Linked DNA regions of Hordeum vulgare: region 2 is linked to region 1. The links are chromatin contacts, called in public Hi-C maps. All regions are on one chromosome and are shown on one strand. Each heading gives the region's core, a stretch centred on a gene start, on an enhancer-like site or on the middle of the called end of the contact. The rest is flanking DNA. Distances are from core to core; before and after follow the strand shown. Region 1 has its middle 51 kb from the start of TRNAL-CAA. Region 2 holds the start of LOC123429766 (scarecrow-like protein 32).

The links. A called contact is a pair of places that touch in the nucleus more often than the background predicts.
Region 2: a Hi-C map of leaf shows a contact between it and region 1, with 1.9 times the contacts expected there. The contact joins the promoter of LOC123429766 here to the enhancer-like site in region 1. A contact is called at or near these places in 2 of 6 Hi-C or Micro-C datasets (leaf and seedling).

What each region holds. Positions count from the first base shown.
Region 1 is chr2H:123,316,465-123,321,788 of MorexV3_pseudomolecules_assembly, reverse strand. No RefSeq gene overlaps it. Among protein-coding and RNA genes, the nearest start is that of TRNAL-CAA, 51 kb to the left of the region's middle. Within about 2 kb of position 1,473, at least 1 of the 3 cell types and tissues checked has open chromatin away from gene starts, as enhancers often do. A contact at or near this core is called in leaf, where this site is marked.
Region 2 is chr2H:123,377,853-123,382,558 of MorexV3_pseudomolecules_assembly, reverse strand. It overlaps LOC123429766 (scarecrow-like protein 32), which reads left to right and starts at 3,182. Exons shown (of 1, transcript XM_045113766.1): 1 at 3,182-4,706. The coding sequence starts at 3,820.

The DNA.
Region 1 (5,324 bases), core at 224-2,723:
CTTAAATTATTTTTTGAAAACATGAACTATTTTAAAAATAGGGAACATATTTAAAAACGCGAACAAGTTTTTAAAAGACAAACATTTTTTGATTCTTGAGAACAAAATTTTAAACTAACAACAATTTTGAAAAACTGGAACAAATTTGGAACCGTGAACAAATTTCAAAGCACAAACATTTTTTGAAATTTCGGAAGAAAAAAATTGAACAGGAGAACAAATTTGGAAGTCTGAACAAGTTTTTAAACGCAATTTTTTTTAAATATCGAGAACAAATTTTGAAAATGAGAACAGTGTTGGAAAATCCTGAACAAATTCATAAACGTGAACAATTTTTGAACATATGAATTGTTTTTGAATTTCGAGAACAAATTTTGAAAAACAAGAGCATTTTTTAAAAAACATATTAGAAAATCCAGATAATTTTCTGAAACTCCATAACATTTTTTAAATCTAGAACATTTTTTGAAAAGCAAAAACATTTTTCGAATTTGAATAACAATTTTCGAAAATCCAAAATATTTTTTTGAAAAAAATCTGAAACATTATTTCGAATTCGAAGAACATTTTTTGGTAACCCAGTACATTTTTTAAAAATCCAGAACATTTTCGGAAAAATACAAACAATTCACGATATTAAAGAACTATTTTAAAATCTCAATTATTTTTTGGATATCAAGAACATATTTTGAAAATCCAACAACATTTAGGAACTTATCTCGTTCATGAAAAATCTTGAACATTTTTTCAAATTCCGGAACTTTTTTTTTAATTCTGGAACTTTTTTTATATTCATGAACATTCTTTCAAATTACGAAACATTTATTTCAAATTCTGAAACATTTTTTTGGAAATCTGAAATATTTTATATAAAAAATCCGGAACATTTTTTCATATTCCGGAAATTTTTCAAATTACGGAACATTTTTAGATATTCTGGGACAAAAATTCATATTCTGTAAAACAATTAAAATGCCGGAACATTTTTACAAATTACTAAACATTTTTTCATATTTCGAGACAATTTTTCACATTCTGGAATATGTTTTCAAATTCCGAAACATTTTTTCAAATTATAAAATATGTTTTGATATTCTTGTACATTTGTTTATATTTTGGAACATTTTTCAAAATTACAAAATATATTTACAACTCACGAACATTTTTTGAAAAAGGGAACATTTTTTATAACATAATGAGAAAAAAAGAAATAGAAAATAGTAAAGAAAAAAGAAAACAAAAAAAGAAAAAGAGGTTCATGGAATCTTCTCGATTGTTTCCAAAACCGCGATTTGTGGAACGCTTCAAAAAGGCCGGCCCACTGCCACCACCGCTCACGCCATCTTATGCGAAGCTTCGACAATTGGACGCAGTGAATGGTATATAGGATTTTTCCTGAATCATTGGTACTCCTTCTGTCCTAAAATCGGGAATATCCTATTTGAGGCATATTGTGTAAAATTATCGAACTTTCGCAAAGCTTGCCGAAGAGCTAAGTTGGGCCAGCCCGTTTACCTGTTGCATCGATTTCGATTTTAGGAACCTTTCAGAGATTTCCAGCTGGTCTTTATCTATTTTGGGAACATCCAGCTGGACCTTTCCAGCTGGTCTTTATCTATTTTGGGAACATCCAGCTGATTTTAGGAACCTTTCCTGAATTATCTATTTCCAGCTGGACATTTTGAGCCAGCTTTTCCGGTTTTGTGAACTTTTTAGAAGATTTCCTGAACCGTTTTGTTTTTTCTGTTTCTGTTCAAAACATGTTCTGGATATTAAAAACATGTTCTCGAATTTGAAACAATATTCCAGAATTTGAAAAAACCTTCGAAAATTTGAAAAAATATTCTGGAATATGAAATAATTCGGAAATTTGAAAAACATATCCGGAATATAAAAAAAGTTCCGGAATTTAAAATAATGTTCCGGAATTTTAAAAAAAGTTTCGGAATTTAAAAGAATGTTCCGGAATATATAAAAAAGTTCCGAAATTTGAAAAGGCTCTAGAATTTGAAAAAAAATTCGGCAATTCTAAAATTGCGGAATTTGAAAAAATGTTCCGGAAATTTCAAAAATGATTCAGAATTAGAAATTGTGTTCCGCAATTTAAGAAAATGTTTTTCCATTTCAAAATTCTGCTAGAATTGAAAAAAAGTCCCAGATTTTTGAAAAAATATTCTGGAATATGCAAAAAAATGCTCTGGAATTTTCGAAATTAAAATCTGAACTTTATATCAAAATATATCGTATTTTTCATGGAAATGTTCCTAAATTAGAAAAAAAAATCTGGAAATTTGAAAATATTCGGGCATTTGAAAAAATGTTCTAAATTTTGAAAAAATAGAAAAATAATTATTAGAATTACTTCAAAGAAAAAATAAGTTGGGTCAGAATGTTATTGTTTTCACATTTGTATAAGAGAAATCCTGTTTTACAAAAATTATTTTGTTTTAAAAAAAAATTCACAAATGGAAAACTTGTTCAAATTCTGTTCACCAATTCTGAAAATATTCATGATTTCAAAATTTTCGGGGATTTCAGAAAATGTGCTTCATTTTCTAAAATATGTTTTCCTTTTCAAAACATGTACGTGAGTTCAAAAAATGTTCCGTTTAAAAAAGTGTACATAAGTTCAATTAATGTTCCCGCTTGGATATTTATTCATTACTTTTCAGAAATGTTCGTGTTAATAGCATAAAAACTGAAAAATAAAAGGAGAAAAACAATCGAAAAAAGAAAAAGAAATAAAATAAAAAACAAAATAAATTAATAAATTTAAAAAACGAAAAAAACGAAAAAAAACAGAAACAGAAAAAACCCTATAAATACTAGTTTCAGATCCTTCTAAAAAGTTCCCTAAACCGGTTAGGAACCTTCTACAAGGGTCCAAAAAGCGGACGCTATAACTTATGCGTTCTCACGGAATTGGGCCGTCCCATTTTGATCGCTAGTTGGTTCATCTAACATCAAATAATGCCCAGCCTATAGTCACACATGTACGCACGTGAAATTGTCTTTTGTTTGTTTATATTATTATATTATAAATAGATTTCAAAATCATGGATTGCCTTTTTTATTAAATACATCAAGAATTCAAAAAAATGTAAAAGCCGTATTTTTTGGTTGGTGTAAATGTATAAAAAATATTTGTAATAATTAGAAAATATACACACATTTCAAAAAATGTATGTGACATTTAAAAAAATGTTATGCTATCTAAAAAATATTTGAGTAATTATAAAAAATAGTTCCAACCATTCGAGAAATATAACAAACATTTTAGAAAAATAGACATGCATTCCCAAAAAATGATCATAAATTTTCGAAAAGATATCTATACAATTTTAAAAAATGATTGCCTAGGATAACCAAATTGACATGAACTTAATAAATATTTAACATGTATTTCAATAAATTTTGATCAAGCATTTCAATAGATGTCATTTTTCTAAAAATGTTGCACGTGTATAAAAATATATACAATGCATACTCGAAGAAAGTAGACATGTGTTGAAAAAAGGAAAGCAAAAAAGAAATGAAGATAAACCGGCTGAAAATAAAGATAGAAACAAAAAATAAGGAAAAATAAACATAAAAATAAGGAAAACTCTTACCTCCCATTGCCTGATCCGTGCGACCTCTCCGCTGCCCACTCGTCCACTGATCTTGCCTCGATTTGACGAACGAGATCGTGCCCAAGCCCAAGAGAGCACCGACCTAGCCGCGACAGTTTCTTGAAACTGGACCGTTGTTCCAGGGAAACGGTCCTGAAGCTAGGGCTCCCCACCTGTCCACGCCGCGCCTCCGCCTCCGTCCGCAAGCTCCCGGTGTTGTGCTTGCGGTGGGTGCCCGTCGCCGCACCTGCTCCGCCGACCGCCCATCAGCTCACCTGCCACGCTCTAGCCGCCCTCAAACGCCGCCGCATCACCTACTCTGCTGGCTCGCCCCCGGCCTCAACTCCACGACCCACTAGCGCCGGATGCATCAGAGACTCCATCCCCATGGACGCCCAACGAAGCCGAGCCCTTCCTCCCCGAAATCAACCATGGCCGCCATGGCTCTGCGTCCTCCACAAACTCCATCTCCGGCCACCCCCGAGACCCGAGAGCACCATCCCTTGGCGCGGCATGGAGCTCCGTGTCCATCCCGTCATCGTCCAGCCCTCCCGCGCGTGAGCAGCGATCTACAAGCATCGCTCGACGTCGGCGTCCTCCCTTTCCCGTCTGAAGGAAGAAGATGGAGGAGACGCACCCTCCGGCTGCATGCACGTGGAGAAAAGGAAGGGGTTTGTCTCAAGCAATCCGCAACTGAGTTTATGCAGCATGAACTTTATTGCAAAAAATTCTTCCTCAATAGTACCTATGTTGTAGAAAGACGAAGAAAAAAGTTCTACGTTAGAGCGATTGTTTCTACAACTTGATCGTTGTTTCAGAAATTAACTGGTCTAAGGTTATTTTGCAACAAAGTAATTGTTTCTACAACTCGACCGTTGTTTCAGAAATTATTGGATGCGGTGAGGCAACCGAGCCGCGTTGATCGGACGGCTACGCACGTACATCAAACGATCGTCAAGGTGACGGATGTTTACTAAACATTCGCCGATAAACCCGAAGCAGCCCACTAAAAATAAAAGAAAACTATAAAACATTGAAACTCAAAGAAAAGTGTAAAAATTAAATAGAGAAAACAAAAAGATCATAAGGAAAAGAGATAAAAACGAACACAAGAAACATGCAAAAAAAGTTTCCAGAAAGTACAGAAAAAGGGTATTTGCTGACCCATAACATGATCACTTACGCCCAAACGGACTACCATTTCACAATAGGCAAGACATAGGCCTCCGAATATTTTCTGATTGCACATGATATGTTCTCAACAAAGTGTAGCCCTTCCTTCAAGCTAAACTTCTGTCTCGTGCTTCGTGGAAACGCGCATATTATTTGGCGACCGACTAGTAGACATTCCCAAAAATCTTCTTGATTTCAAGTTTCACATACTCCCTCCAATAAGGAGCGTAAACCGAGGTAGAGCGTTTTCAGTCATCACAAAGCAATCCCTACGCTCATTGCGAGATGTTTTTGCCAGTTTGCATAGGGGGGACTCGCTAGAGATTGCTTTCGAGCCGGCCCATTTAACAATTTCGAGATTTGAAGCCGGTTTTGTTTTAGGAATGTTCTCAAAGGTTCCTGTCTGAGTTTTTACTGGTTTTGTGAAGCCATGTAGAAAGTTCCTAAACCGATTTTCGCTCTTCAGTTGTTTTCTTTATTGTTTTCTCTTGCTTTTCATATATATTTTTCTTTTTCAAAAATCTGACAAGTCAAAACATG
Region 2 (4,706 bases), core at 1,933-4,432, 59 kb before region 1:
AAATAGATGAGCCGACCTATTCTTTCTAAGCTTGAAGTACACGCCAATCTTTGGGATATTCCTTCCAGGGTAGAGGTCGTCATCACGCTTGGTCTTCTTTGGTGCGGCCCAATGGACCCACCCAATACTGACTAACCGGCCGACCGAGGACCCCAGAATCCCAGACTCCCTCACCGGGATGGATATTGGGTGGCGAAATGGAGCGGAGGGAGTGAAATGAAGTGGCTAGGGTTTCAGCCGAGGAGGGGATCGAAACGAATTTATATGGGGTCGGATGGGCAACATTTCTCGGGTCCGATGTGGTAGGCGCACCCAGTCCTTCCTATATGTGTCTCATATTTAGGCGGGATATAAGAAATGCGAGTTAATCTAGACATTTGCGACCAGTTTAAGGGATTCGTCTCGTTCATGTTTTTGTAACCGATCATTGACCTTACCATTCACCTAGACATTTAGAACGGGTTTAAGGTGCCCGGTTGTAGATGCTCTTCGTATAAATTTGGACTTGCTCGTGCTCTTAACAAAAATACTAGTGCTCCCTCCGTTCATAAATACTCCATCTGTACTAAATTAAGTGTCTCAACTTTGTACTAGTTTTAATACAAAATTATACTATTTTAGGACGAAGGAAGTATAAAACTTCTTAAAGATTTTACTGTAGACTACATACAAAGCAAAATGGATAAATCTACATTTTAAAACATATATATATATATATATGTATGTAGTTCATGATGTAATCTCTAAAAGATCTTATATTTATATTTAGAAACGGAGAAAGTATAAATAAAGTTATGTGAGGGGTGACGCATCAGCACAGTTTCCTCATGTGCTTAGTGTGCGCGTATATATCCTCACAAGAACTAACTGCATACTCTACTTTTTCGGTGATAAATATACTCGGAGTGGAACTATACATGAAGACACAACTGTCAAATATCAGTGCCGTCGGGAGAAACTAAAAAGAAAAAAATATCAACAACAATCAGTGCGGTTGGGTCTACACAGGTCAGTAGTATCCTGTCTCTGAAAATAAAAAATATCAGTACCATCCTGGCCTACAGAATTATTTGGTCGGATTGTTTTTCCGAGCTTGGACGTGTAAGTTTAAATCCAAACAAAGAGTCACTTTCTGCTTGAGAATATTAAATAGAATGCACCCTGTATAATTATTAAACTAGCCCTGCTGCCTCGTCCCATGTGGGACCTGGTTCCAAACTGACGAAATCATTTCATCATGCCATGGCCCGTGAGCTCTCCCTCTCTCTCTCGCGCGCTCTCTCTCTCCAATACTACTCCTTTTTTATTCGATAATTTCCTATTTTCTTTGTCGAAACTCTTTCCGTAAAAGAAAATATAAATATTTAGATCATTATTATAATGATCTAAATGCTTTTAATTTTCTCAAATTAATACTCCATTCGTCCGAAAATACTTGTCCTAAAGATGAATGTATCTAGATTTATTTTAGTTATAGATATATCCATTATATTCATTTCTAGAACAAGTATTTTCGAACGAAGGGAATATTAGTTTATAGAGTGAATAATTGTCAAAGTACATGAAGGTGACTTACAGACTACATTCTCCCTCGGTTTCCCTTCAACTTCACAAATATAAGATGTATTTACATATTTTAAAATAAATTACATACAAACTGAAATGAGTAAACATACTAAAACGTGTCTATATACATCTGATTTTTTTTTAAACATATGTTTGTATTTTGTGAACAGAGGGAGTACTACTTTTTTTTTGAAAAGGAGTAAGACCACCGGGTCTCTGTATCTAGACGATGCATGCAGACACTTTATTAATAATACATAAAAAACCTTATAAAGTAATACAGCAGTAAGACTAAAGCTGCCGTTTAGGCAACATCAATCGCTGCTCCTATCCAGTTGATGAAGGGATGCTGATAGTCTGAGCCAAACATACCTCATAGCCAAACCCAACATCTAAGACTTCAGGCCCCAACCAAGCCACCGGTTCGGCGCACATTCAGAGGCCGCCACCGCCACCTGCCACCAATCCATCTTTCGAGCTGTACTGATGCATCTACCTTGCCCGGCTTAGCTGTCGTCGACGCTAGCATGAAGCGAGACAACGTCACCCTCTTGCGCGAGTCCATCATCGCACATCAGGTGTATAATCTCCAGGGCGCCATGCCATCAAGATCCGTCGCCATGAATGTGTATGATGAATCGCCGCTCCACCGAAGATGTCATTCACTGATCCCTCAAGCCCATATACACCTCCAAGAATGACGCCCCAAGGGGGAAATGACGCAAGCACGCCGCCGTCTTCTGATCTGTCGATTTAGGGTTCCCCCTAGAAGTTGCAGATAGTGGTCTAGAACTTCTCCACGACCATGCCTTCAAGAAGGGAACGACACCGTAGAGCGTCGCCATCGCCAGCCTTGGCATCTAGCCAAGAGCAGTTTCTTACCTAGATCTGTTCGAAGAACTCCGTCCAGCTTCTTGTGCACGGATCGCCGCCTTCTCTACCGAAGACTAGACCAACAGGATCCAGTCGCCATCGCATGACCGATCGCGGCACCACCACGTTGCTAGAGCAGCCAGCTTTGCCAGAACCACCACGCCAGCCTGCTGCTGCATACCAGACCCATCGGCCTGCCAAAGCCCATCTAGGCCCGGCGAGTTCCAACATTTGACCGCCGCCACAGGGGCGTCTCCCCCGTGGAATAGCCACGTCGCCGTTGTCGCCGCCGCCATGTCCGTCGTCGGGATCCCACAACACCGCACCATAGGGTCACCAAAGTCCATGTCGCTGCCGCCATGGGAGAAGGCCATCGCGTGCGAGGGAAGAAGACCCCCCCCCCCCCCCCCCCCCCCCGCCGCCGCCGTCACAGCTCATAGCCCGGGCTTCGCCAGCGTGAACTCGGGCGGCGGCGGGAGGGAGAGATCGGGGCGAGGTGCCGAGGGCCGGCGGTGCGGTTTTCCCCGTGTCGCCTAGGGTTGGCGACACGTGGGCCAGACTACTTGTTGGTTCTTCCCAAAGTGTTAAGCAATTGTAATATGGTGTTATCCTGATAATTGTAATAGACTAATAGCCTATATTATAAGGCTGTCCATCCACTAAAATCCAACAAAATTCCGTCTACAATTATGGACCTTGAGTTGTGACCGGTAAACCTTCTTCTTTTCCCCTCCCCCTTCCCTAGGCCCCCTTCTTCTCGATCTCTCGCGCACCATTTCTCCTCCAGCTTACTACTCACACATGGCGGCAGGCAGTACAACTTTCCTCTTCGTGAATTCAAACACAAGCAGAGCTGCTAGCTAGTCGATCGATATTAAGCACGCATGCACATGTGCTTGTTTATCATCTTGTCGATCGATTCCTTCTAGCCAGTTGCATAAAATAGTGCTGTTAGATCTCGATCCTGTTTCATGGTACGTACATGGAACACAGAATTTAAATTTTTCTTGCCCTTTCTTCCAGCTCCAGATGGTTTCTAGCTAGCTAGCTAGCTAAATACAAATCAGTTCCGTCTACTCCTTCACTGAAATATTCCCTGTACGTACTTGATGAATCAACCAAACTCTCTCCATTCTCCCTTGGTTTCCCCTTTGATTCCCAAAGTTCTACTGGCATATATTGGAAAGCACGTGTAGCTGCAGGCTGTATCTCCGATTCGGGCGAGCGAGTGCACGGCCCTCTATATATGCCTTGTACAAGCACCAAATCCGCTCCTCAAACTGCTCGACGTGTACTAGCTCTGCCTCTTTGCTCTTTTCTAATCATCGCCCCGCCGCAAATTTGTTGCCTTCCATTCCACCCACCTCGCGACCCCCCTACATGATGCAGTTCACCCATGCTGCAGTGACTGCACCGCCTCTCTACCCTAATGGACACCACGGGCTAGGGCTAGGGCTCTTCCTTGACGTCGGCGCGCCGAGAGCACGCCCGTGGCCAGCTGCCGGGAGCTTCCCGACGCTGCCGCCCTCCTCCAAGATCTCCCTGGGGAACCTCAACAGCGCCGGCTGCATGGAGCAGCTGCTGGTGCACTGCGCCAACGCCATCGAGGCCAACGACGCCACGCTCACGCAGCAGATCCTCTGGGTGCTCAACAACATCGCCCCCGCCGACGGGGACTCCAACCAGCGGCTCACCGCCGCGTTCCTCTGCGCGCTCGTCGCGCGCGCTTCAAGGACGGGGGCGTGCAAGGCGGTGACCGCGGCCGTGGCCGCCGCGGTCGAGTCGGCCGCGCTCCACGTGCACCGCTTCACGGCCGTCGAGCTCGCCAGCTTCGTCGACCTCACGCCCTGGCACCGGTTCGGCTACATGGCCGCCAACCACGCCATCCTGGAGGCCGTGGAGGGCTTCGCCGTCGTTCACGTCGTCGACCTCAGCACGACGCACTGCATGCAGATCCCGACCCTCATCGACATGCTCGCCAGCCGCGTCGAGGGCCCCCCGATTCTCCGGCTCACCGTGGCCGATGTCGGGTGCAGCGGGCCACCGCCGGCGCTCGACATGTCCTACGAGGAGCTCGGTGCTAAGCTGGTCAACTTCGCGCGATCCCGCAACGTGACAATGGACTTCCGGATGGTACCCACCTCACCGGCCGACGCCTTCACTTCCTTAGTCGACCAGCTCCGGGTGCAGCAGCTGGTCTCGGACGGCACCGAGGCGCTCGTCGTCAACTGCCACATGCTGCTGCACACCGTGCCGGACGAGACGGC